3 separate regions of the Mus musculus genome follow, and all the other regions are linked to region 1. A link is a contact called in public Hi-C and HiChIP or PLAC-seq data. All regions are on one chromosome and are shown on one strand. The core of a region is the stretch at or near the end of the contact, and the rest is flanking DNA. Distances in the headings are between cores, read along the strand shown. Region 1 overlaps Gss (glutathione synthetase). Region 2 holds the start of Cep250 (centrosomal protein 250). Region 3 overlaps Uqcc1 (ubiquinol-cytochrome c reductase complex assembly factor 1).

Evidence for each region. Hi-C and Micro-C count contacts between places; a contact is called where the count stands out from the background. HiChIP or PLAC-seq counts read pairs in DNA pulled down with a chosen protein or histone mark.
Region 2: an H3K4me3 HiChIP or PLAC-seq map of bone marrow-derived macrophages shows a contact between it and region 1, with 3 times the contacts expected there. The contact joins the promoter of Cep250 here to the enhancer-like site in region 1. A contact is called at or near these places in 1 of 484 Hi-C or Micro-C datasets (muscle stem cells) and 5 of 115 datasets of contacts at active chromatin or transcription factors (bone marrow-derived macrophages, embryonic stem cells, memory CD8 T cells and 2 more).
Region 3: a Hi-C map of liver shows a contact between it and region 1, with 2.1 times the contacts expected there. The contact joins two enhancer-like sites. A contact is called at or near these places in 1 of 484 Hi-C or Micro-C datasets (liver) and 2 of 9 other capture datasets (adipose tissue and pancreatic islet).

What each region holds. Positions count from the first base shown.
Region 1 is chr2:155,583,453-155,587,888 of GRCm38.p6, reverse strand. Gss (glutathione synthetase) reads left to right here. Exons shown (of 13, transcript NM_008180.2): 2 at 313-447. The coding sequence starts at 319. The region is part of intron 3 of Gssos2 (a long non-coding RNA gene); the gene reads right to left. Among named protein-coding and RNA genes, the nearest start is that of Gss, 7.1 kb to the left of the region's middle. Within about 2 kb of position 2,573, at least 42 of the 459 cell types and tissues checked have an H3K27ac peak or open chromatin away from gene starts, as enhancers often do. A contact at or near this core is called in bone marrow-derived macrophages, embryonic stem cells, liver and 1 more, where this site is marked.
Region 2 is chr2:155,954,488-155,958,923 of GRCm38.p6, reverse strand. Cep250 (centrosomal protein 250) reads right to left here and starts at 2,366. Exons shown (of 33, transcript NM_001130000.1): 1 at 2,267-2,366.
Region 3 is chr2:155,892,732-155,897,167 of GRCm38.p6, reverse strand. All of the region lies in intron 6 of Uqcc1 (ubiquinol-cytochrome c reductase complex assembly factor 1), which reads left to right. Among named protein-coding and RNA genes, the nearest start is that of Uqcc1, 35 kb to the left of the region's middle. Within about 2 kb of position 1,972, at least 39 of the 459 cell types and tissues checked have an H3K27ac peak or open chromatin away from gene starts, as enhancers often do. A contact at or near this core is called in liver, where this site is marked.

The DNA of each region.
Region 1 (4,436 bases), core at 1,324-3,823:
TAGACCAGAAGCCCAGAGTCCTGGACTCAAACACCATTGTCTAGACAAGTCATTTCACTTCTCTGAACCTTTGTCTCCTCGCTGTGAGAGTAATGCCATTGCTGTTTTGAGCATCCAAAGAGAATGAGTAGCCATGGAAGCATTTTGTCACTTGATTTATGCCCACGGAGGGAGTGGAAGCAGTTTGCCTCCTCCCACAGTTGCCCCTCCGTGGTAACTAACTGGGCAGGTCTCACAATGTTGGAAGTAGCCACATTTGGGTGGCTGCTGCGTCCCAGGCCTTCTGTCACCAAGTCCTCTTGTCTGTCACAGGTTGGGATGGCTACCAGCTGGGGCAGCATCTTGCAGGATGAGAAGCAGCTCGAAGAACTGGCAAAGCAGGCCATAGACAGGGCCCTGGCCGAGGGCGTGTTGCTGAGGTCCGCACAGCATCCCAGCTCCTCCGACGTAAGCTTCATCATGGTCCTCTGAGCCCACCCTCCACAAAGAGGGTGGCTCCTTTGGGTCAAAGACTGTCTCTTTATTTTATTCAATAACTAAAATTGATTTCTAAAAGTAAAAAGCAGCATGCTGGAGTAATCACACTAAAATCTGTGGTTTGAAGTGTAATTTAGGCAGCTACTTAATTTCCGTAAGGTGTACTTTCTTCCAGTATGTAGACACAGTAAGACTATATAGTTGACTCAGTAGGATAATTAGGAGATAACTCCCAAGAAGTGCTTTGACCAGGGAACCCACATACACTAAGCACCCTGAATTGTGAATCATGCTGTCTTCTCTGTAGTTGCTTTTCTGTTTGTTTTGGAAATAGAGTCTTAGCATGGAGCCCTAGTTAGTCTAACCCTCACTGTGTACATGAAAGGGGCCTTGAACTCAGGGCGCTCCTTCTGTTTTTTCCTACTAAGTGTTCATCAGCAGGTCTGTCTTGGCTTGGGATAACACATACTCTCTCACACACATCTATAATTTAAAATCCAAGTTGAGTCAGGCACAGTGGCTCGTGCACTTTAATCCCAGCACTTAGAGGGCAGAGGCAGGTGGATCTCTGAGTTGGAGGCCAGCCTGGTCTACAGAGTAAATTTCAGGACAGCCAGGGCTCGAAAAACAACAACAAATCCAAGTTGAAACATACATATTATTCTGTCATGTGTTTTAAATTTTTGTTTAGCAATCTATTTAAGGAATTAACCTTATGTGAGGGTTAGCTTCCTTTGTCTAATGTTTTTTGTTTCTGTTTTTGTTTTTTATTGCCAAGGAATTTAACAAATTAAATGTTGAAAAGTAAAGGCCAGGGACTGGAGAGATAGTTCAGTGGTTAAGAGCACTGACTGCTCTTCCAGAGGTCCTGAGTTCAATTCCCAGCAACCACATGGTGGCTCACATCCATCTGTAATGGGATCTGATGCCCCCTTCTGGTGTGTCTAAGAGAACAATAGTGTACTCGCATATATAAAGTTATAAAGTCAATAAATCTGAAGGAGAAGGAGGAGGAGGAGGAAAAAAATAAAGGCCAAATTTCAGTTCTCATTTAGTTGCTTATTCTACTTACTCTTAGGCATACTTTCCCCTAATGGTAACACTCAATAGTATTGTTTTATGATACAAAGATTAAACACTCATTGGTACATCAAAGGTGTGTGTGCGAGTGCGTACACACACACACTTTGGCATTTTGAGACAGGGTTTCTCTGTATCATACTCCTTCTCCTGGGCTCAGTCGCACTTATGAGGCAGGAGGATTGCTTAAAAGCATGAATTTGAGACCAGCTTGACAACATCCTGAGATACTTTCCTACTCTCCTGTCTCGTCTCTGAGTGGCTGTGCTTGCTGTCTTGTATACCTCTGCAGTCAGCCCTTTCTCCCTCTTTGTGTGCAAAGGCGCTTACTAGATCAGCCTTGCTGTATTTTGCTGCTTCTTTTCATTCCCAATCCCACTTCTTTCTCCCCTTTTTTTCTTTTCTTTCTAGCCCTCCCTTTCTCTGCGCCCCCCCCCCCGCCCCGTGAATTTATTCCGAACCACACCCTGCTCTATGCCAGGGCGGTCTTGACATGGCTCTCAGCCAGAGGCTCTCACCTTTGGAGTGTGGGTTTAGTTGGAGTCTGTAACAGAGAATAAATTTAAGGAATGTCATTGGACTGGGAGGCGCAGGCAGCATGCAGTGTGCAGTTAACTGTCATTTATTGAACACTCATTGTGTGTCGGGCTTTATTCTAATTACTTTGGAACTGCTGACTCATTTAACCTTCACAGCCACAGAGATGAGGAAATCTCAGCTCGGAGAAGTTAAGTAACCCGACTGAGGTCACTGAGGTCGTGGGAAGATTGGCAGAGCCGGACTCTAATCCCACGGAGTTAGGCTCTCAAGGCAGGCTCTGCACATTCCCACCCTGCCGGTCTTTCTTGGGACACCCGATAGAAGTAGCGATTCATTTTGATCAGAGGTAAAATGGTGAATGATAGACAGACTGAGCTAAAAAGACAAATGGGGGACACCCCCAAAGTACGGAGAGGGCAAAAATGTTCAAAGAATGCAGCTGAAAGGCAGGGCTGGTCAATGGGTGGACTCAGGTGAAGTCAGACAGCCCATCTGACCTTTTGATTCTGGGCAGAGGGGACTGTGACCTTCACCCTGTAGATCGATGCAGCAGATCAGCCCCGTGAGGGTTTAAGATTTGACACCTGCAGCGTTAGACAGGGACTTCATTTTGAACTGCTAACACATGAGCTAGGTGAACTGTCCAAAAGCATATCCAGTGTAGAGTAAGACTCCTTCCCCCAGCCGCCGTTTCCCTCGGAGGCAAGCCATCTTTACATTTTTGTTAGTGTTGTCTTCTTCCCTTTTTCAAGAAAAAAAAAGTTAGCAGCATTTCTATTTTTAAATATTTATTCTTATTTTATGTGTTTATGTGTGTGCCCAAGTGTATGTATGTGCACTACCTACAGATGCCAGAAGAAACTTCAGGTCCTCTGGAACTCTACTTACAGGCGGTTGGAAGCTGCCATGTGGGTGTTGGGAGTTGAACTGAGGGCCTCTGTAAGAGCAACTGGTGCTCTTGACTACTGAGCCATCTTCATACCAGCATTTTTTTTTTTCTTTTAAAAAAGGCCGGACCAACACTAAAACAGTAGGGTCTGGGGAGGTTGGGTCATTTTTTGAAGTACCCATGAGCAAGCATGAGAACCTGAGTTCAGACCCCAGAATCCATCCCTGGCACAGTAGTAGACACCTGCAACCCCAGATCTGTGGAGTTCACTGGCTAGCCAGCCTGTCCAGTCTGTGACTTTCAGGTTTAGTGAAAGACCTTGTCTCAAAAAATGAAGGTGGAGAGGGCAAGACACCCAACTCTCAGTATACATGCACTTGCCCACACTGCCAAGTATATACACCATACACACATGCAAATAATATAATAAATATAACAACAACAATAAAAAGTTACTCAGTTTATCTATGCAAATCAAACTGGGAAGGTGTGGTAGCTCAGGCCTGTAATTCCAGCACTTGGGAAATGGAGTCAGGAGGAGCAGAAGTTCTAGACTGGACCACTAGATGGCTCTGTGGGCAAAGGCACCTGCCGCTGAACTTTAAGGACCTGAGTTTGATTCCATAACCTAGTGGTCGAAGGAAAGACTCAGTTCCCACACATTGTCCTTTGAACTTCATTTCATATGCATGCTATAAAGCTATGGAACACATACACATAATATAATATAATATAATACAATATTTTTTAAAAAGAGGCTTAAGCTCAGCCTAGCCTACAGCGAGGCCAGCCTCCTCTATGTGAGACCCTGTCTTCAAACTGACAAACATCATGTGATCTGGGAGTTGCTTGTCCCCCACCTCACTGTTCCTATTGTTCCCTGGTGACAAAACAGAGTGTTATTGTCATACGTGTGCTACTGTTTTCTCTAAAAAGTGAGAGCTGTGTGATTCAGCCCGTGGACAGCAGAGGACAGTTGTGTGCTGGCCATCCTAAATTCAAATAGGTATGATGAGTGCTGGGGTCGGGACAGACAGAAGTCTTGGCAGAAAAACTCTGGCAATGTTTTAGATTGGGTGGGACTTGAGAGAGGCAGTTTCCTGTGTCTTAAAGCCATGTACTTTGGGTGCTGGTCACCTTTTACGTGATCTGTAATAATCCTGCCCCTGTTTTGGTTTTTTGTTTTGTTTTGTTTTTAGATTTTTTGAGACAGAACCTTTCTATATGTGTAAAAAGGAAATCATATATTTGTGTGTGTCTGTGTGTGTGTGTGTGTATTTGTCTTGGGGAGAGGACTGGGTGACTCAAGCCAAAGTGGGATTGAGACATACTTCTCACTATGTACCTTAGCTCTTTTATTTTGATTTATTTGTTTTTTTTGGTTTTTTTTTTTTTTAATTCGAGACAGGGTCTCTCTACCTACCCCTGACTATACTGGATCTCACTTTGT
Region 2 (4,436 bases), core at 1,117-3,616, 370 kb before region 1:
GGCAGCTCCACAGCTGTTCACAGAGCAAAAGTAAGATCATAAACAATGGATAGTGTTTCACGCGTACAATAATCAGCTGCAACTTCCATTACCACAAAGTAAAAACTTAGAGGGATTAAGATTACTGTCCTCAGCCAGGCGTGGTGGCGCACACCTTTAATCCCAGCACTTGGGAGGCAGAGGCAGGCGTGACTATGTGTGACTTGTAACTACCTGGAGGATGCAAGGGTCTCTTCAACTTCTAATGCCCCCAGACACACATACAAAGCACTCATACATATGAAATAAAAATAAATAAAATCCCAAAAAAGAGAAAAAAAGATGAGCCAGGCGTGGTGGTGCACGCCTTTAATCCCAGCACTTGGGAGGCAGAGGCAGGCGGATTTCTGAGTTTGAGGCCAGCCTGGTCTACAGAGTGAGTTCCAGGACAGCCAGGACTACACAGAGAAACCCTGTCTCAAAAAAAAAAAAAAAAAAAAAAAAAGGAAAGGATGAAAGAAAAGTAGGATTCAGAAAATGGCAATGTAAGCTGGACATGATGGTGCACTCCTTTGATCCCTGCGAGTGGGAGGCAGGAGGTAGTAGATCCCTGAGTTTGAGGCCAGATTGCTCTTGCAGGGCATGCAAATTCAGTTCTCATCACATACTAACAGCTGCCTCTAACTCAGTTCCAGGAGGTCTACAGCTCTGATACCTGCATTTGTATCCACTCTGCTGCCCCCATACACATAATTAAAACAAAATTTTGTTGTTGTTTTTTGTTTGTTTGTTTGTTGTTTTTCGAGACAGGGTTTCTCCGTGTAGCCCTGGCTGTCCTGGAACTCACTTTGTAGACCAGGCTGGCCTCAAACTCAGAGATCCGCCTGCCTCTGCCTCCCAAGTGCTGGGATTAAAGGCGTGCGCCACCACACCCGGCTTAAAACTAAATATTTTTTACATGGGAGCATGGTTCCACAGGTAAGGAGTTGGCCTAATGATTCTAACCCACACGAAGGCTAAAGACATCTCCACAACGTCCTCTATAGCCTTCACGTGTCCACCAGGCGCAACTGGTTAGTAGCAAAGCGGAAATCAAAGTCTAATTCAATTCCAAATTCTATTCTCATTTCATTAGCTGCCAAAATCAAAAAATATAAAACTCACAGCACTGCAGAGCATTTCCTAAGGGGAATGAATTAATGACATCCACACCTGAAGCTTTCTGAGGTAATTTGAGCAAAATGTGACAATATGTTCCTGCAGCACAGGGTGTAGATGTACCAGTAAGACAGTGCAGAGCTGGCCTTGATTTTTGTTAAGAAAACTATCGATTTGGTAATATTATCAATCCTACTTCATAAGCTTTCTCAGGGCCCAGCCTAGACTCACAGGCCTGAAATCTCAACACTGACTGGCTGCATAAGACGCTGGGTTAAAAAAAAAAGCAGCCCTTTTATTGAAACGTGAGTTGCAACCCTGACCTCCATATCTTACAGGCTAACGTATAAACAGCAAACTAAAGGCAATCTAGTTAAGTCATAATATTCGTAGGGGGTTCTAGCTCATTGTGAAACTTGATTTATAAGTGCTTGTTTCTTCGTGCATAAAACGTGAATATACAGAACGCACACCATAGATCGCTGCATGGATTAAAGGGGCCTTTGTAGGTAATGCATTTAATAGAGCTGTCATCTTTCGACTATTCAGTAACTTTTTTTTAGTTACTAGTAGTCATCATAGGGCATAAGAGTTGAAAAAAAAGGACATGATTTCTAACAAGCCCAGAACAAGAAAGAGTGGCAGAACACTGACTTGGGCAAAGTTCGCAAAAGGCAAGAATCTGATCAGTTGAGCCTGGAGCAGGCCTCAAGAAAGATTTTTAAAGAAGTGATCTTTGAGTTCTGAAAAATCAAAGTTCTGATAATGGGGCAGTGGGCTGAGAGCGGACTTTCAGGGGAAGATCACATGCAAAGCCGTATGAGCACAGGGCGCTGCAAAACTCCCGGGTGCACGGAGCGTGATCCGCAGGGCGCGCAGCATCTCATCCCGTCAGCTCCGGGCTACGACAGTGGGCCACCCGAGTGTGAGGTTCTCTGGGCGGCGGCTGCAGCAGGAAACTGAGGCAGGCAGGCCCCGACCACTGGGACAGGTCCCAGCCCCTCTCTGGGCCCGGGGTGCCTCCCGGGATACAGGAAGCCGCTGTCCAGGCGACATCCCCGCGGGCGCCCAGGCCCTGGACCTCGGACCGTTACGCTCAGCGCCTCCCGCCTGCCCCTGCCCACCTCACCAGAGTCGGTTCCCGGGGATCCCGAAGCGCTCCGCAGCTACCGAGGCCGCTGCAGCAACCTGCAGGCCCGGCCTGGGGCCGCCCTCAGTCTGGAGGCCAGGCCCCGCCCGTCAAACTCCCGCCCTTTCGTGGGGAACCGCCCAGCCCAGTCCAGCCGAGCGCCGGGAATGAGTGCGCCGCTGCAAACCTCTCGCCATATTAAGTACTGGCAGCCAACTTACTAGAGAAGCCCAAAAGGAAAGGGGGGGATATAGTGAGACCAAGGTCGCTCTCCAAAAGTAAAGACAGTCACCGTCTCTGAATTCTAGCACTGAACGTTCTGAGGTGGAGAAGAAACACTCGCCCGTAAGCTCCCGCCTGTGGCTTCAGAGTTAAGTACTGCGCATGCGTGTAGCCAAGGTCTCGGTGCACCTGCGCACTGTCTCACCAACAAAGCCAAGTACAGTAACTGGGTGAAAGCACCTAGCTCCAGTTAAATCTGGGCAAACGAATGTCTCAGCTTTAGATCTTTACTGATCCTCCACGCAGCCCCAGGAAACAGAACATTCGCAAACAACTGTGTCGTTGGCTACTTTGTCCGGTTATGACTACCGCTACTTGACTGCGTTCCGCTAGGAACGGGGAGTTATTTTGATAATATATTGTACAATCATTATTGACGCATTTTCTTAGCATTGATTTTTTTCATTTATTTATTTATTTATTTTGGTTTTTCGAGTCAGGGTTTCTCTGTGTAGCCCTGGCTGTCCTGGAACTCACTCTGTAGACCAGGCTGGCCTCAAACTCAGAGATCCGCCCGCCTCTGCCTCCCAAGTGCTGGGATTAAAGGCGTGCGCCACCACTGCCCGGCTTTTCTTTCTCTTTCTCTCTTTCTCTCTTTCTCTCTTTCTCTCTTTCTCTCTTTCTCTCTTTCTTTCTTTCTTTCTTTCTTTCTTTCTTTCTTTCTTTCTTTCTTTCTTTCTTCCTTCCTTCCTTCCTTCCTTCCTTCCTCCCTCCCTCCCTCCCTCCCTCCCTCCCTCCCTCCCTCCCTTCCTTCTTCCCCTTCTTTCTTTCTTTCTTCCTCCCTCCCTCCCTCCTTTCTTTCTTCCTCCCTCCCTCCCTCCCTTCTTTCTTTCTTTCTTTCTTTCTTTCTTTCTTTCTTTCTTTCTTTCTTTCTTTCTTTCTTTCTTTCTTTCTTTTGTGTGTGTGTGAATTTTTTATTCATTTATATTAGTACACTGTAGCTGTCTTCAGACACACCAGAAGAGGGCGTCCGATCCCATTACAGATGGTTGTGAGCACCATGAGGTTGCTGAGAATTGAACTCAGGACCTCTGGAAAAGCAGTCACTGCTATATAACCCCTGAGCCATCTCTCCAGGCCAGCATTAAATTTTTATTTGATTCCCAGTTGGTTATAATTTTAGTAGAGACAAAACAAACAAATAAGCAAAAACAAAGAAATGAATCATCTCAGTATATACCAAGACACGAGGTGGGACTTGACACTTCGATTCAATTCCTGAAGACTCAGTAGACCAAAGGTGAAGCCAGGAATCTGCATTCTTGCAAATACCCCAGATGATTATGCACTATGGGAACTACACGAGACAGAGTCCTTCTTGGGCATCTGTGACTCTAGCACACAGTACAAGGCCATCTGATACAAAACAGATGCCCAGAAGTGTTGAGTGAACTAATTAATGTATAGGTGGTGTGAGGTGGTGTGAACATGAGAGAGCCAGACAGCTGAACAGTGGAGGCACACGCCTTTACACCCAGCCCTGGGGAAACAGAGGCAGGCAGATCTCTGAGTTAGAGCCTGGTCTACAGGAGGAGTTCCAGAACATTCTGAATTATACACGGGGTTGGGGGTTGGCGGGCAGGGAGAAGGGAAAGAGAGGAGAGAGCTAGGGAACAGAGATAAACACCCTATAGCTTTTTAAACGTTTTAGGTTTTTGGGGTTAGTTGGTTGGTTGGTTGGTTTTTCAAAATAGGGCTTCTCTGTGTAGCCCTGGTTGTTCCACCAAAGTGCTGGGATTAGAGGCAAAGACACCACTGCCAGGCAACAAGATAATTTTTGAGAAATAAAACTTACTCTATGTTTTCCCATCATGGTTTCTTGTTTCTTTCATAGAAATTCTGCCTTTTATTTACTGACTTATTGTTTTCACATGTTTCCTCTCTGAAA
Region 3 (4,436 bases), core at 723-3,222, 310 kb before region 1:
AATAAAAAGGTTAAAAAGAGGAAAAATTATTATTTATATATGAGCCATCTCTTTAAGTCTCAGCCTCTCTCTCTCTGCCCCCCCCCCATCATTTTGTAATGTTTAAATTACAGTCAAGTTATAAATGCTCTCATTTGTTGTTTCACTGTGAAAGTTTTTGAAATTCTGGAAGCCAGGTCCCCTGCAGAATCGATATGCGCACTTCAATGCTGAGCTCTGCACAGAGTAAATCTTATCCCAGCCACATTGTAAGTGGTAAAAAGGTTGGTGCTTGGAGTGAAGGCGTGGAAATGACGTAACTACTTCTTATGTGTGTAGCACACATGCACAAAAGGACCCTGAAGCCGCTTCCTGGAAACCCAGAAGGCAGTTTTCAAAGCCACGTCTCTACTTCAGTTCCCTTGTTTACACGAGGAGGGATGGTTCTGGTGATCTGATGACATTTGTCACAAGTCACTTTATGTCCCACATAACAATGAAGAATCTGAGACAAACCCAAAGCTGACTCTGTGAACGGGAATGCCCTAGTGTTTCTTCTTGGTGACCAAGGGACAGGGGTCTCTTTTTCTGAATACAAATAATGACAGAAATGACTTTTCCACGACTAGCTCTACAGTGAACGCTGCTTTTCTTGGCATTCACTGTGTCCCAGAAAGCCCTGGAGACAGTAGGTGCTTAGGAACTGCAATCCTTGATTTCAGGGGCCCAGAGCCAGAGGATGGGCCTGAACTGTTAGGAGAGTCAGAAGTAACTTGTAAAGATGTTTTAAGTGCCAAAGCAAGATGGAGAGTGAACATTAGGGGAGCCAGGTAAGACTCTTATAAAGAAGAAAAGGAAGTAAGGTATGGACTAGAAAGGGTTTGGAAAACATACCATCCACATCCCAGTCCAGCTAGGGAACTGGCCTGGCAAGCGTTGGCAGCATCTGCCAGGGCCGCTTTAAAAGCGCCCTTGCAGTTTTGATGTAGCTGTGGGCATCTGGGCTCCTGCTGACTCCAGCAGCTTCAGACCTGCTATATATGGTGTGCCCTGGAGCTGTGTACAGCTCCTTTCTCCTTCCCCCAGCCAGAGGCTGCGCTCACACATCTACACACATAGGTTGTTGAGTTCCTTTTTGTTTAAACCAAAGACCCACGCACAAGCGTTTCATCAGCACACTTGACCTTCAGTGCCCTGGTACTTGCCAGCCAAGACCTTGATCTTAAGGATCTGGTTTCGAGCCATATGTAGCTTATGGTAGTTCACGTCAGGTGAGGTGCTTTCAGGAAGCATTTTGATTTGCTTTCTTTTGCCACAGATGAATCTGGTGGCTACCGTGCTCCCCCTAGAAAGCTTAGAGACGAAGTTTAGGAGACTAGATATAGATAACCATGCACATAGCCCCAGGAAAGGGTCAGTGTGCCAGCTCACCAATATATAAACCACTCCTTAGCAAACAAAGGGGCTGAGTGGCCACGTTGGCATCTCTCTCGTGGCCTCAGTGGATGGCATAGTAAGGCAAACAAGCTCTAAAAAAATCCCACTTGAGATTCGTTTATAGCTGTCAGTGTGGCAGACCTGTGCGCATGCCCACTGGTTATGGAGTTCAGAATCACATCCTCTCAACAGTAGACTTGGTCGAACCAGGCCAAATTCCAAACATGGTTGTGTGAGACAGGATGTTCAGAGCTGCCAAGATGTGGCAGGAGATCAGCCTTAAGTCACAGGATTCTACCCTCTCGGCTGATGCTGGGAAGAGCCATGGCCGCTCTTCTTGGCTCGAAGAGAGAGGAGGCTCTTGCTCTTTTGACTGCAGACAGGGACGCTCTCTCGCAGGAAGAGGCTGCTGAGCTGGGCCTCACTGAATTGAAGGAATAGTGTGAGATGTGAGAGACACTGGCCTGGGGAAAGCTCAGCTGGTGTCAGCTCCTCTCTTCTCCGCTGTGTGACCTTAAGTTACGTAAGCACATGAAAGGCAGAGAGCTGGACTGGATAAACAGTTGTGTAAATAGAGGCAGGTGACGGGTACCGATGCATCGGGTCTTCTACTGTAGAGCCTGTCTCTGGGCTGGCCTTCTACAGAGACTGGGGAGCCGTCAGAGGAAGGCTTGAACTCTCCTGTTTTTCTTTACTTTGCTAGTTGGGTTCTTCGCCTTCCTTATATGTAAAAGAGATCAGGATTATTTATGAGGCCCTGGAATCACTGAGAGACAGGGATAGTGCTGAGGCTTATAACCTCAATAATAAATTGCAGGTTTAAGAGCATCAGCAACTGTGGGAGGAGCGTGTCGGCTTGCTGTAGAGCAGCGCAGCTCGCAGCCCAGCTCACAGCCTAGCTCCCAGATCAGCCTAGCTCCCAGATCAGCCTGCATTTGGAGTAGGTGCTCACGAAGACTTGCTAAACATGTGATTAATTAATACATGAATTTTATTGTTACTTTCTTTTTAATGTTTATTTTTGCATTCGTAAGGGTCATTTTTGTTTGAGTCTGTAAGCCTTCCCTCCCCCAAAGAGCCCTTTTCAACATTTAACCTAGGACCAGGGTGTGGTGGTACAGGGCTGTAATCCCAGCTCTTTGGAAGCAGAAGCAGCAGGATCAAGGCGTTCAAGACGGGCCTGAGCCGCACAACCCCCTCTAAAAGAAAGAATAAGGAAAAACAAACAAAATACCAGTTAACATGAGTGCTTAGTCTAAGGATTAATTATTAATCCAATTACGTATTGTATTGAGCTGTTTGGTTTTGTGTAAACGTAATTTTCAGTATTCTCCAAATTGGCTCGCACTGACTCTTCTCATACAGTGAGGGTGTGGCCTGTGTTAGCTTTGTCTTAGACCCTAGGTCATCTAGTCATTAGATGAGACATTTTGAATTTGTTTCATTAATTTTACTTTCTCTTTGGGCCTCACTTGGTTGCTTTAATCTGTTCTGTCAATCTTCTGGTGGCGAGGGGCGATTCATCTACGTTTGTGCTTTCTGAGGCAGGGTCTCCCCTGTGTATCCTGGGCTGCCCTCAAATTCATGGTGTCCTCGCCTCAGCCAGTGCTGGAGTCACAGGCTTGCAACATTATGCCAGGCTATATCTTTATCTTTAGTAAAATTTGGTTTCTTCCTTTCTAGGAGTGGCTTTTGTTTTACAGGTAAGCCCGTGTCAGCGTAAGCATCAATCCCTTCCAGTGTGCTGTTTTCATTTAGATTTTAGATTTTTTTTTAAAATTAGGTATAGGGTAGGGAGGAGCTGTGCACATCTGTATATATCATCACCTGTGTACCTGGTGCCCTCAGAGGTCAGAGGACATTGGATCCCTGGAACAGGAGTTACAGGTGATTGTGAGCCCCTGAGTGAGCTCTGAGAGTCTCTGAGAGTCGAAGCCCGGTCCTCTGCAAGAGCAGCTGTGTTACTAACCATTGAGCATTCTCTCCAGTCCTCCAGAATGCTGCTTCTAGTGTGATGCTAGTCTTAAAACTATGCCCTGAGTGGATTAAAGGGAAAACAGAGCCAGTAGATTCTGGAAGGTTTGTTCTGGTCGTTGAGTAAGCCAAGCAAACTTCCATGTAATTCTAGGTGCCGGTCTCAGTGTTGACACTGGGTTTGTAACATTGGGTGGATTATGCTCCAGACGTGGGGGTTTTTTCTTTCTTCTGTATGTTCTGACAGGAAAACCCATTCTTGCCTCGGTTTCTTTTTTTTTTTTTTTTTTTTTTTTGGTTTTTCGAGACAGGGTTTCTCTTTATAGCTCTGGCTGTCCTGGAACTCACTTTGTAGACAGGCTGGCCTTGAACTCAGAAATCCACCTGCCTCTGCCTCCCAAGTGCTGGGATTAAAGGCGTGCGTCACCACGCCTGGCCTTGCCTCGGTTTTGTAAGGAGATTTGCTGTGGAGTTTATATTGAGTGGTGCTTGCGTGGGTCACAGATCCGTGGAGCGAGTTTGGTGTGGTGTTTTAGGAGTGATTTGGTTTTCTCTCGTTGACAGCCTTCAACCCACATTTTCTAAACCATTAGGAACGCCAACATTTTAACGATAGAGGTTTAAAGCAAACGTCACTGTTTACATTTCTCTCGAGGCAGTGCAGTCTTGTATTTCCAGCCAGACAATGAAAGAATTCCTCCATGTTGTCACTCTCCAGCCTTGGTGATGTTGATATTTAATTGTAAGCATGGAGGCTGGGAGGAAGAGTTAGCCTCCCAGTGTCTCAGCTGTTGAATACAGGCGTATTCATCTGTCTCACCAGCTGCTGAGTACAGGTGTGTTCATCTCACCAGGTCTTCCTCCCAGTGCCCCAGCACTGTCTGCTTAGCCTACAGAAAGCCAGACTTCTTTAGCACGACATTTCAAAGCCACCCACCCATGACTTCTCTGGCTTCACTTCTTAGCTTCTTATACTCTATCAGCCACAAATCGAGGAAGTTGTTCCTTCAACAGGTACGGACGTCTCCCTTGGCCCTACCTTTGTT